Regions from separate parts of the Macaca mulatta genome. Here region 1 is linked to region 2. A link is a contact called in public Hi-C data. All regions are on one chromosome and are shown on one strand. The core of a region is the stretch at or near the end of the contact, and the rest is flanking DNA. Distances in the headings are between cores, read along the strand shown.

The links. Hi-C and Micro-C count contacts between places; a contact is called where the count stands out from the background.
Region 1: a Hi-C map of CD4 T cells shows a contact between it and region 2, with 2.4 times the contacts expected there. The contact joins the promoter of RBFA here to the promoter of ADNP2 in region 2. A contact is called at or near these places in 3 of 14 Hi-C or Micro-C datasets (CD4 T cells, cortical neurons and fetal cortex germinal zone).

What each region holds. Positions count from the first base shown.
Region 1 is chr18:988,230-994,005 of T2T-MMU8v2.0, forward strand. RBFA (ribosome binding factor A) reads right to left here and starts at 1,499. Exons shown (of 6, transcript XM_028837907.2): 1 at 1,307-1,499. The coding sequence starts at 1,464. LOC106994592 (a long non-coding RNA gene) reads left to right here and starts at 1,996. Exons shown (of 4, transcript XR_013408188.1): 1 at 1,996-2,414; 2 at 2,945-3,054.
Region 2 is chr18:918,741-924,339 of T2T-MMU8v2.0, forward strand. ADNP2 (ADNP homeobox 2) reads right to left here and starts at 2,966. Exons shown (of 4, transcript XM_015122250.3): 1 at 2,548-2,966.

The DNA.
Region 1 (5,776 bases), core at 249-2,748, 68 kb after region 2:
AAACACACAAGATGAGCCTGGAGCATCTTGTAGTGCCAGAAAGCAGGTAAGTGTTTAACACACACAAAAACCCAGCAAAATGCCATAATGACAAGGGTATGGTAACAGCACATAGGAGCTTAGAGAGCTGCTAAGGGCCAGAGCTGGAAACATTTGAACAAAACTAAGTAACACAGGATTATAACCCACGAGTTCTTGGTGATATGAATTAATTAATAAATGGGGTGAAGAGACACATCCTCTCTGCAGAATGCAAATCACTTAGGACAAAATTCCCCACTCCTTAGGCATGGGCTGCACACAGCGACGTTCTCCTAGAGTACAGTAAGGGGGCAAAAAGAGTAACTTTAAGGTAGAGAAACCTGGCAAGCACCTCACGCAGGGGATCACGGCCAACGTGGACCCTGGATACGGTGCGATGAGAATGGCCTTTACCTCCAGTCTTCCTCCCCAAAATCCATAATCCACATCTAAGCATTAAAAAAAACAGGCACATTCCAACAGAGGGGCATCCTGCAAAGCACCTGACCAGTACCCCTCCAAACTGGCACAGCCATCAAAAACAGGGACAGTCTGGGACACTACTCCAGCCTAAGGAAACAAGACAATTCAATGTAACGTGGACCTTGGGTGGGGACCTGGGACAGCAAGGGACGGCACGCAGAACCAAGGAAAAGTGAATAAAGTACAGGCTTCAGTTAGCAACAATCTATCAATATCGGCTGGAGAAGCTAAAGTCCGACGTTAATACAGGGGGAGCTGGGTGCCAGGACACATGATCTCGGTACTATTTTTGCAATTTTCTGCAGGGTCTAAAACTGTCTTAAAAGTAGTGTATTAAAGTAGAAAACATACACCCATCTACCATACTTAGAAGAACTAAAAGCAGCGTGAAAAGCCATTATATTTTATTGTACTTATCTTTCATCATTTAAACATACTAATTACCATGACAAGCTTTAGTCTTCAAATTAACTCCACACAGAAAGTCAACATTAGCAACGAAATTCTTATATTTTTTCATTTTTCCTCATTTCCTGAAACTAATCTCCTGAAAAATACGTCCGGTGACAAGAATAAAAATAAACACACATTGTCACTTTGTTTTTTTAACCCGACACACGTCCACGAACAGAAAAACTGCGAATGTTGACAGTGAGAGCTGAACTGCTGCAGACCCCAGGAGTCAGGAACTGGCGACCCAAGCCGCGTGGGCGCAAGAACGCGGGTGGGCGGACACCGCAACCCGGGGACACCGCCCCCCAGGGAACACCGCGCCCGAGGACACCAAACCCCGCCGCATTACTTGGTTTTCGAGGCAAATTTCTTGAGCCAGTTCTTGCAGAAGACAGCAGAGCCGTGCACTCCCCGCGCGCAGCCCGGAAGGAGTGCAGCATCCCGGCTACGGAGCAGGCCCCGGAGACCCGCGCGGGAGCCCCACAGCCCGCCCGCCACAGCCCACATGGCGCGGCGCGAAGACCCGGCGCAACCAGGGAGACAACGGGCGCAGGCGCGGAGCGACGACAGACGCGAGGCTGGCGGCGTGTGGGCGGGGCGACGGCGCGGAGCGCAAGGACGACATACGCCGGGCAGGCGGCGTGTGGGCGGGGCGATGGCGCAGGGCAGGGCGAGGACAGACGCGAAGTAGACGGCGTGTGGGCGGGGCCACAGCCCGGGGCGGGGTGAAGCCTGGGTACATGGCGGGCGGGGCTACGGCGGCGGAGGGGCGAAGGCCGGAGGCTGGCGGTAGGTGGGCGGGGCGAAGGCCGGAGGCGGGCGGCAGGTGGGCGGGGCGAAGACGGACGCGAGGCGGGCGGTGAATGGGCGGGGCGAAGACTGAAGCGAGAAGGACTGCGTGAGGTGGGCGACCACCGGAGCGAGGCGGGCGGCGTGTCGGGGGGCGTGAAGACAACCCCAGGTGGGCAGTGTGCGGGCGGGGGACGGCGTGGGGCGGGGCGACAAGTGCTAGACGGGAGACAGGGGGCGGGCGGCAAAGGGGGCGGGGCGCGAGGCGGGGCCGGCGGGAGCGGGGCGTGGGGAGGCCTCAAGGGCGGCGCGGAGGGTGTGCGCCGTGGGGAAGCGCGGGAACCGCTGGGTTTCCTGGCACTGCGGAGCTAGGGAACGCGTTTTGTTTAAATGCTGGGAACTGACGTAGTCGGGTTCTCTGCACAAAGCAACGAAGGCATCGAAGCCTGGAGACCTGGGCAGGGCCGCTGTCGGCGGGAGGCTGCGAGGCGTCCATGTTTCCGCCCCTGGGCCCTCCAGGTCTTTGCTCCTGCGCCGCCTCCTCCCCGGGCACCCAGAGAAAAACCCCAGATTGGGCGTCCTCCCCAGAAGTGGTTTCGCCCCGCCCGCTTCCCCGGAGTCAGCGTGGCCTAGCGGGGAAGCTGCTCCCCGCGGGTGTGGACAGAGAAGTGAGCGCGACCGCAGCGTTGGGGATGTGTGGGCCGTGACGTCCCGAGGCGTCTGCTGTGGTGTGAGACACGTCTGCGTGTATGTGTGGGCGCGTGTGGAGGTGTGCATGTGTATGTGTGCGTATGTGTGTATGTATGTACGTGTATGTGTGTATCTATTGTATGTATGTGTGTATATATTGTCAATGGAAGAAAACGACAAGACAAGCCTCTAATCATTTTAGGAGATTTATTTGCCAAAGTTAAGGATGCACCCAGGAGACACGTCTATGCCTTTCTCCAAAGATAAGATTTTGAGGGCTTCAGATTTAAAGGGGAAAGGGCGGAGTATTGAGAAGCATAGATTTTTCACAAACAAAAGGGGGCAGAGGAGAAATGTGGGGAATCTGCATTTTACGTAAGATAACGCAGACAAAGTGGGGTAGGGGAACAATCAGATGGGCTAGGGTGACTGCACCTGTAAAAATAAGCTATCAATTTGCATTGCCATGGTTACGTTTTATTTTTGTTTTTATTTTTTTGAAATGGAGTCTCCCTCTGTCGCCCAGGCTGGAGGGCGTGATGTCCGCTCACTGCAACCTCCACCTTCCGGGTTCAAACAGTTCTCCTGCCTCAGCCTCCTGAGTAGCTGGGATTCCAGGTGAGTGCCACCACACCCTGCTAATATTTGTGTTTTTAGTAGAGACGGGGTTTCCCCATGTTGGCCAAGCTGGTCTCAAACTCCTGATCTCAAGTGATCCACCCGCCCCGGCCTGCCAAAGTGCTGGGATTACAGGCGTGAGCCACAGCGCCCGGCCACCATGGTGAAATTTGAACAGCTCACCAGGAATCTCCTTGTGGGCAAAATATGGGGGAGGCGTGTAGCCTTTCATCTTGTAGCCATCTTATTTAGGAACCAAAAGGAGGAGGCAGGTAGGTTTGCGTGACCCAGTTCCCAGCTTGACTTTTCCCTTTGGCTAAATGAGTTTGGGGTCCCAAAATTTAATTTCCTTTCACATTTCCCCCCTTTTTTTCTTTAAAATCTTTTGGAGAAAAGCATTTTAAAAACGAATTGGGTTTCTGGCCTCAGGTTGTTGCTTCCTCCTTTTTTCCCACCTGCTGGTTTGTCGTTGCTAGGATGGTTTATTCCTAGAAGTTCAGGTCCTACATCACTAGGAATGCTCATTCCTAGGAGGTCACATCCCACGAAGATAAAAAACAGAGAGAAAAGGAAAAAAGAAAGAGGAAAAAAAGAAAAATGTATAGGGACCTAGGCCAGACCTATAGCAACAAAAGGAGGGCAAAACTGGAAGCTGGGTCAGGCTATATTACTACCTCCTCAACTACAGCAATTCTCTGGGCAATCATTATCCTAGCCCTTTCAGCTACACGTGGGCTTATTTGCAAACATATACCGTAACAACATTATAAGCAAAAACAGGACAGATCAGAAATTATTCTTATAAGTACCAAGTTCCCCAGAATCCAAACCAACTACTCAACCAATCAGTGAGGGTTTTGGATCTGACAGGTTGATTATCTGGGTTTTCACATCAGTCATAAGCCGGGTTATGTTCTTCGATATCTGGAATATACACACAACATTCCGTTGTTATGATGGTGCATGTGCCCCCTTGTGCTGCTGTTAAACATATCTAAAGCCATATGATTTTGCAGCACAGCTTTCCTCATAAGCATGACCCCATCGTTTAGGGCCTTTTGGGTGCAATTTGTTAAGGCTTCTGTATCCCATATAACATCTTCAATAGCGATCTGTGGTACAAAGCTTGAAGTTAAATGATCATACTGTTGGAATACTGAATGTGTCCAGTGAGATTGTAAATGAAAAAGGTTTGCTGTTTTTGGCAGGGTCTGCATTACTCATCCTTGTGCCCAAGCATAACCTAGGGAGCATCGTCTCAACCACCCTGGAGGTGACCACGGCCATAAATTAGTGCCAGATAGCCAATATGTCCCATTTGGAGCTAGCCAGTAAATACTTGGTTGCTGCACCCAGTCGGTGGTATGCTAGGCAGTGTCTCGTAATATGGTAATGTAGTCACAACATTTCTCCTGCTGTCCACCACATATCTCTTCCTACTGTTTGGCCACAGGTCTTGGGTGGGATTTCTTTGCTACCAGCAAAAAGGAGCATTTTGGCTGGGTTGGCCAAACGAAGGGGTGAACCAGATAAATCCATCCCAAGTTTGCATTATTCCATTTTGAAAAGGCCATTGTTTGGGGCATGGTCACCACTTTTAATTGGGGAAATGCTAAAGTGAGAGCTAATGAGCTGGTCCTTTCCATTGAAAAACTTTTCCCATGTCCCTTGTTCTTAAGAGTGTTTTTATTTATTCTTTTATTTTGACATGGAGTCTCACTCCATCGCCCAGGCTGGAGTGCAGTGGCATGATCTTGGCTCACTGCAACCTCCAACTCCCGGGTTCAAGCAATTCTTCTGCCTCAGCCTGCCAAGTAGCTGGGATTACAGGCGTATGCCACCACACCTGGCTAATTTTTGTATTTTTAGTAGAGTCGGGGTTTCACCACGTTTGCCAGGCCTGGTGTGAAACTCCTGATCTCAAATGATCCACCTGCCTCGGCCTCCTAAAGTGCTGGGATTACAGGCGTGAGACACTGCGCCTGGCCAAGAGTTTTTTTAATGGGCCGACTATATATATTGTCTTTTGTTATGCCAGCACAAGGAATACCAGACTGTGTTTGTGATGTAATAAATTTTTGGTATTCTATCCAGTCCTGACCTTGGAAGGAGGATACCCACTATGGGAGGCTGGAGCCACCGGAAAGAGGCGTGAGTCCACATATCCAGCAGGTGTTATGTAATCTGTCTGCAGAATCCTGAGCCCGTTGTAGAAATCGGTTTGTTTCGTGGGCGGCAGTGGCAAGAAGGTGAAGGGATACATGATTAATAACAAGGTTTTGAAATTAATCTTAGTTACTAAAGGGTGTTAAATCAGACAAGGCAAGTGCCTTGTTCTTTATTGGACAGCAGATGACGGTATATCTAGGACAATAATTGTAATGGTTATTGTACAGTAAACATAGGCATTTCTTTGTGTACAGGCCTGGTCCTGTGTCTTGGGTTTAAGCAGTCCACAACAGCTGCTGTCTGCTTCTCATCCTGGGTTGAAGGTCAGTGTTTAGTGAAATGGAGGCAAAGGTCTTTGGTGGGAGTTACAGTCCACTCAGGAGGTTGGGCCTTAAGATGACAGATGTGAATCCATGAGTCTACACCCTCTAATTTTATGGGACGTAGATTAGTCAATAGTACCTGGTATGGGCTCTTCCACTGGGGTTGAAGGGAATTCTGTATTAGATGGCTTTTCCAATAGACAAAATCTCTGGGTTGCAGACTGTGACCA
Region 2 (5,599 bases), core at 1,716-4,215:
CACAAGAAAATATTATTTCCCAAAAGGGTACATAAAGGATTTCTCTGGGGATTTTTTAGTACAATGATCTCTTAAGGATATTCTATTATAGTAAAAAAATACACTCTAAAAAAAAAATGTTGGCCAGGCACGGTGGCTCCCGCCTGTAATCCCAGCACTTTGGGAGGCTGAGGTGGGAGAATCACCTGAGGTCAGGAGTTCGAGACCAGCCCGACCAACATGGGGAAACCCTGTCTCTACTAAAATTACAAAAACATTAGCCGGCATGATGGCGTGCGCCTGTAGTCCCAGCTACTGGGGACGCTGAGACAGGAGAATCGCTTGAACCCGGGAAGCAGAGGTTGCAGTGAGCCAAGATCACACCACTGCACTCCAGCCTGGGTGACAGAGCAAAACCCCGTCTCAAAAAAAACAAAAAAAAGTCATTCAAGTAATACAGTAATAAACAATACTTTTTAACGCCACAGAACTTTTTTCAGTTTCTGTGAAATTGCACAAAACGATGGTCACCAAAAAGGATTCTAGAGCTGTGTGCCTGGGTTTACATCAGCTCCACCGTTTATGAGCTGTGTAATCTTCAGGCAATCATTTACTCTCTCCAGGCCTCAGCTGGCTCTTCTGTAAAACAGGGCAAGTATAACCTAATTCACAGAGTAGCTATGAGGATAAATGAGTTAATACATGCAAAATAGCACATAAGCACTGAGTTTGCTATTAATTAACTCCAAAAAACTAAATGAAATGTCCCAACTATTGGAATACAGGGCTTTTTAGAGAACAACTTTAAAAACACAGAATATTTGGATCATATATTCGGCAGATCTGGGTTCAAATCACTGGGAGATACCTGTTTCCACCTATGTAAAACATTGCCCTAACAGGTCTACGATAGCCAGAGGGTGAAGGGCAGGGCAGAACCCAAGTTTGCAATATGCTGTTGGTGAACTTATGAAGGCAATCATAAATTAACCAACAGCATGTTGCAAACTTGGGTTCAAATTTAAAAGGTGTCTCCCAAACCCCAGAATCTCTTCAGCTAAAAATCTTAGCTTAGCTGTCATTTTCCCCCAGAAACAATGATCAACTCCTTTCAGACATGTCCTAACCCTCACTGTTCCTCCCCTCAACTAGAGGGCCGGTAGGACAACCTCTTGTCTCATCTCCACTCCTGTACTTCCTTTCTTAACACACATCTGTCACTTCCATGTTTAAGGACGACGGGCTCAATGCTGTCTTCAGAGTGAAGTCCTAACTCTAACCGAAATTTAACCGAAATATTAAAATACACTCATACAAGGCCAACTCTCCAGGAACATCTTTAAATAAGTTACACATACATTACCAACTTCCAAACACAGCTGAACATGTACTTTACCCAACTTTTTACACGTGGTCCTCTCTCCCACTAATGCTCCTCACCTCTACAAATGGTACCCAGACTTTTTTGACAAAGGCTCTTTATAAAAAAAAAAAAAAAACCCTTTTTTGACAAAGGCTCTGCGTGGCAGATGCCCACAGTACTCTACAAATATCTGCTGCCCCACTTGCCAATCTGCATTGTCAGTTACCTGCTTACCAGTTTCTCCTCCCCCACCCCACTCCTCCACACCCAGTATATTCCTCAAGATCCCAAGAGGCAGTGATTACCCATGCAAATAGAGTAAGTTTTAAGCACTCAGGCAAGTTTTTTTATTCTGCTCAAATAAACTACTTAAAATAATTATTTCTCATTCTGCATCTGCACAATATTTAAAAGGGCAGTTAAAATTTTTAACATTCCAAAGCCAACTGTGATAGAAATTTTGTAAACGGAATCTATTTCAACGCAACCAGCAACGGCTGATGAAAAGTATGTAAAGTCAACATCTGCATATCAATTATTGATATTCGCATCGAAAGCTCAACGGTGAAGAAACAGGGCCCCGTTATCAGCTGTTCTTCAAACCTTTCTAGGGGAAAAAACCTGGGCAGATTTAGGTGTCACTGTCAGCTCCTGCCCTACATTTGCCGTCACTCAAGGCTCCTCCAGGGAGAAGCTTCCAGGAGAACCCGGTCTCGGGGCTGCGGCGGGCGGGCCGGCGGCGGGGCGTTGCTGGGGTCCTCACAGGGGTCGCCACAGCTCCCTGCCCCCTCTCTTCTTCTCCATCCCCGTTCCCTCTCCCTCTACTCCTCGCTCCCTTCACCAGTCCCCCCTCTCTCCCTCGGTCCCCGTCCCCATCTTCCCCCTATTCCTCCTCTCCCCTTTGGTCCCCGTCCACTTCTCCGCCCTCCCGGGGCGGCCCCCGCTCCCACGTGACCGGCGGCGGGCGGGGCGGGCCGCGGGCGCGTCGGGGGTCGACGGGCGCCGTTCGGGCCGCGAACCCGCGCCGTGAGAACGTCCCGGGATTCCCGAGACGGCCACGGGCGGCGCCAGGGCAGGCGGCTGGCGTGGGTGTGGGCTGGGTACCGACGGGGGCGGGGCTCGGAGGGGGCCAGACTGGGGCGGGGGCCAGGACCGGGGCAGGGGGCGTCGCCGCGCGGGCCCGCGCTGGGCCGGGCCGTACCTACCACTCGGCCCCCGAGGAGCACCGCGTCTCTGCTGCTGCCTCTCGCAGAGCTGCCGCGTCTTCCGCCGAGCGCAGCCGCGTCCCGTGGGGCCGCCTGCACCCGCCCGCGCCTCCGCCCCGCGCGGCGGGACCCCCGCCTCAGCGCGCGCCCACCCCCGGCGCGACTCGTCCCCTCCTCCCGCGCAGCCAGAAAGAGAAAATGGCGCTCGATTGGCCTCAGGAAGTGACGTTGGCCCTCATTTGCATGTAGGCGCAGCTAGCCAATGGGAGCAGAGTGTGCTTGGGGGCCCCTGGCATTTCCCACAGGGCCCCCGGGGCCCCTGGCCAAAGCTGGACTGGAGGCTCTGGGGTGGCAGTGGGGGGCCCCTGTAGGGCCCCCTGACTCCCTTCTGGCCCAGGGAACTGCCCTGCCAGCTCCTTTCCACATCTGTGCAAACTCTCGTGAGAGTTTGAGTGGGTAATGACGTCACCAAAGGGGTGGGGAGAGTGTGTCATCAACCATGTGACTAATCACGTGGACTCACCACAGCTTTGACTTCATTTGCATGGAATGGGGTGGAGCTAGTGCCAGCTCCAGGAGTGGTGACCCCGCCCACATCTCAGAGCCAATGGGAGCCCAGCTGTGATAATGCTGCCTTGCCATTGGAAGATAGAACTTTGGCTCCCAGAACTGGGACAAGTGTGCCATGATTGACATATCCTGGTGAACCGACTGGCTGGGGTCTCCTGACTTCATCATTCCTGTGGGAAAGTGATCACACCTTTTCTTGAGAATTCTGATTTTTAGATCTACTACAAGTTGTGTGGGGAGAGGGTTAATTGCATACATTTGTATAAACTCTTAACCTAAAAGTTCACTTTTGCAGAGGTTTTTATCAATTGGGTAGCAATAATAATTTATTCCTCAAAATGAGTGGAACATGGAGTAGGGCTTTCAAAATGGCTCTAGGTCTTCGTTCTGTGGAGTCCCCAGGCCTCTGGCGGACGCCCTCGTGCCCCAGAGCACGTGGGAGTAACCACGAGGGCAGCGCAGGCACCTCCCCCAGTGCCCCCAACCTTAACCCTAATTCTGACCCTGCACCTGAACCTCACCCTAGCACTAACCCTGACTCTGACCCAAACTCTCCCCCAGTGTTCCTTCCCCTGACCCTAACTCAGCCGCACCCTCCGTGGCTGTTCCAGGCCTTTCCTTCTTGGCGAAGCCCCCTGCAGGACACGTGCCCATTTCAGCACAAGGCCATGTCTCCTTCCAGAGTGCTGAGCCCCTGCAACCCGCCACCGGCCTCCAGCCCTGAGGCCCACTCCAGCCGCCGCGGGGCAAAGGCTGTGCCCAGGCTGGGCCTTCCGCCCACAGACCTCTCCAGAGCCTCCTTGTCACCATCCACTTGCCCATAATTTCAGCTTTTCCCTCTCAATGGGAGCCCTCTGCTCAGTTTAGCCCAGTGACTAAAAACATAATAGGCACTAAATAAATGTCCATATTCGTTTTAAAATTGTGTTAAATGGTGGGCCGATATGACCTGACCACAATTTGCTTTTTTCCTACGGGAATACAAGTCATAGTTGAAGAAGAGTTTGCCCTTTATGTTTGCTTACGAGTTAAAATTTTATTTTGAGTTACAGTGGTAAATGGATGTGATGTCCCTATATATCCTCCTTGCAAAATTATGGGTGGGATGAAAAGTGTAGTTAAAGTCTGCAGTCTCCTGTTGATCCTCTAGTGACCTCTCATTCTATCACATTTCTCAAAACAGCAGTCCCTGTGTCTGTCTCCTCAGCCCCCTGCATGCCTCTCACCCCCACCCTCACCACTCTGCCGAAACGCCTTGGTCACCAGTGCCCTCCTAACTGTTGAGTCCAAAACAGATTTTAGGCCTCGTCTTTCTCGATCTATCTTCCACTTGTTACTACAGACCAATCCCCCTTTCCTACAGACCTTCCCCACAAACCCACCCCCTACTCCACTACTCCCCAAACGGGCTCTTTAATCTCCAAACTTACGAACTGTTTCCTCATCTTCGCCTGCGTCTCTTCCTGGCCCATCCTTGAACGCGGTGTTCTCTGGGATCCTGCTGGCTTTTTCCTACATGGTGCAGCACATATGCGCCACCTGCTTCCTGTGTGCCAGGCACCGTGCTGGGTATTGGAACTCCCACGCCTCTCATTTTTTTCTGCATTTTCTCCCTTGTTAATTTCGACCACAGATTCAAACCTTGTTATTTCCATTCCAAACCAGTATCTCCACCTTTTCCTACGTTTCAGTTGTATTTTTCTGGCTGCCAAAGGGGGCAGCTCCACTTCAGAGTCCCACAGGCAACTCAGATTCAAAATGTTCAAATCTGAGCCCATCGTTCTCTCCTCAACAGCCACTCCTACAGCAAGCAGCGTGTTCCCTGTCTCCAGTTTTCCAACTTTATATCCCAAATATTCGTCAGATCTGTTCCCTCATCTGCAGCCTCACTACCACTGCAGGCATTCAGGTCATCTCCTGCCTGTAACACCTGCACAGGCTCCCACCACCTTACCTCCAGCTTGGTACCTCAGGTACTTTCCCCAGTCAGCCCTTTTAAAGAGTGAATCTGACTGTCCTTCCCTTCTTGCCGCAATCACTCAAAATCCCCCAGGGATCAAGCCCAGCTGGTCAGCATGACACACAAATTCTCCAAAGCTGACCAGTCAGCCCCCAGCCCCATTTTGCTCCTGTAAACACCACATGGTGTTTGTTCATGGGATTCCTGTCCCAACCCCTGAGCTAATTTTCATTCCATTGCCATTCAAGGCTGAACCCTACCGGCCTCTCTCCCAGAAAGATCTCTCTGAACACACACATACACACACACATACACATCAAAATGTGGGAGGTAGTTCTTGACATTCCCAAAACATTCTGTGTCTCCTGCTGCCCTCGCCACCTTGTTTACTGTTATCTGCTCACTGCTTGTCTCTCTACGGGGCGCCAATAGGGACCATGTCTCATTCATCATTGTATCCCTTGTGCCTACATTACTTTAATAAATACAATATCAACATTTTCATAAATATAATAAATTTGA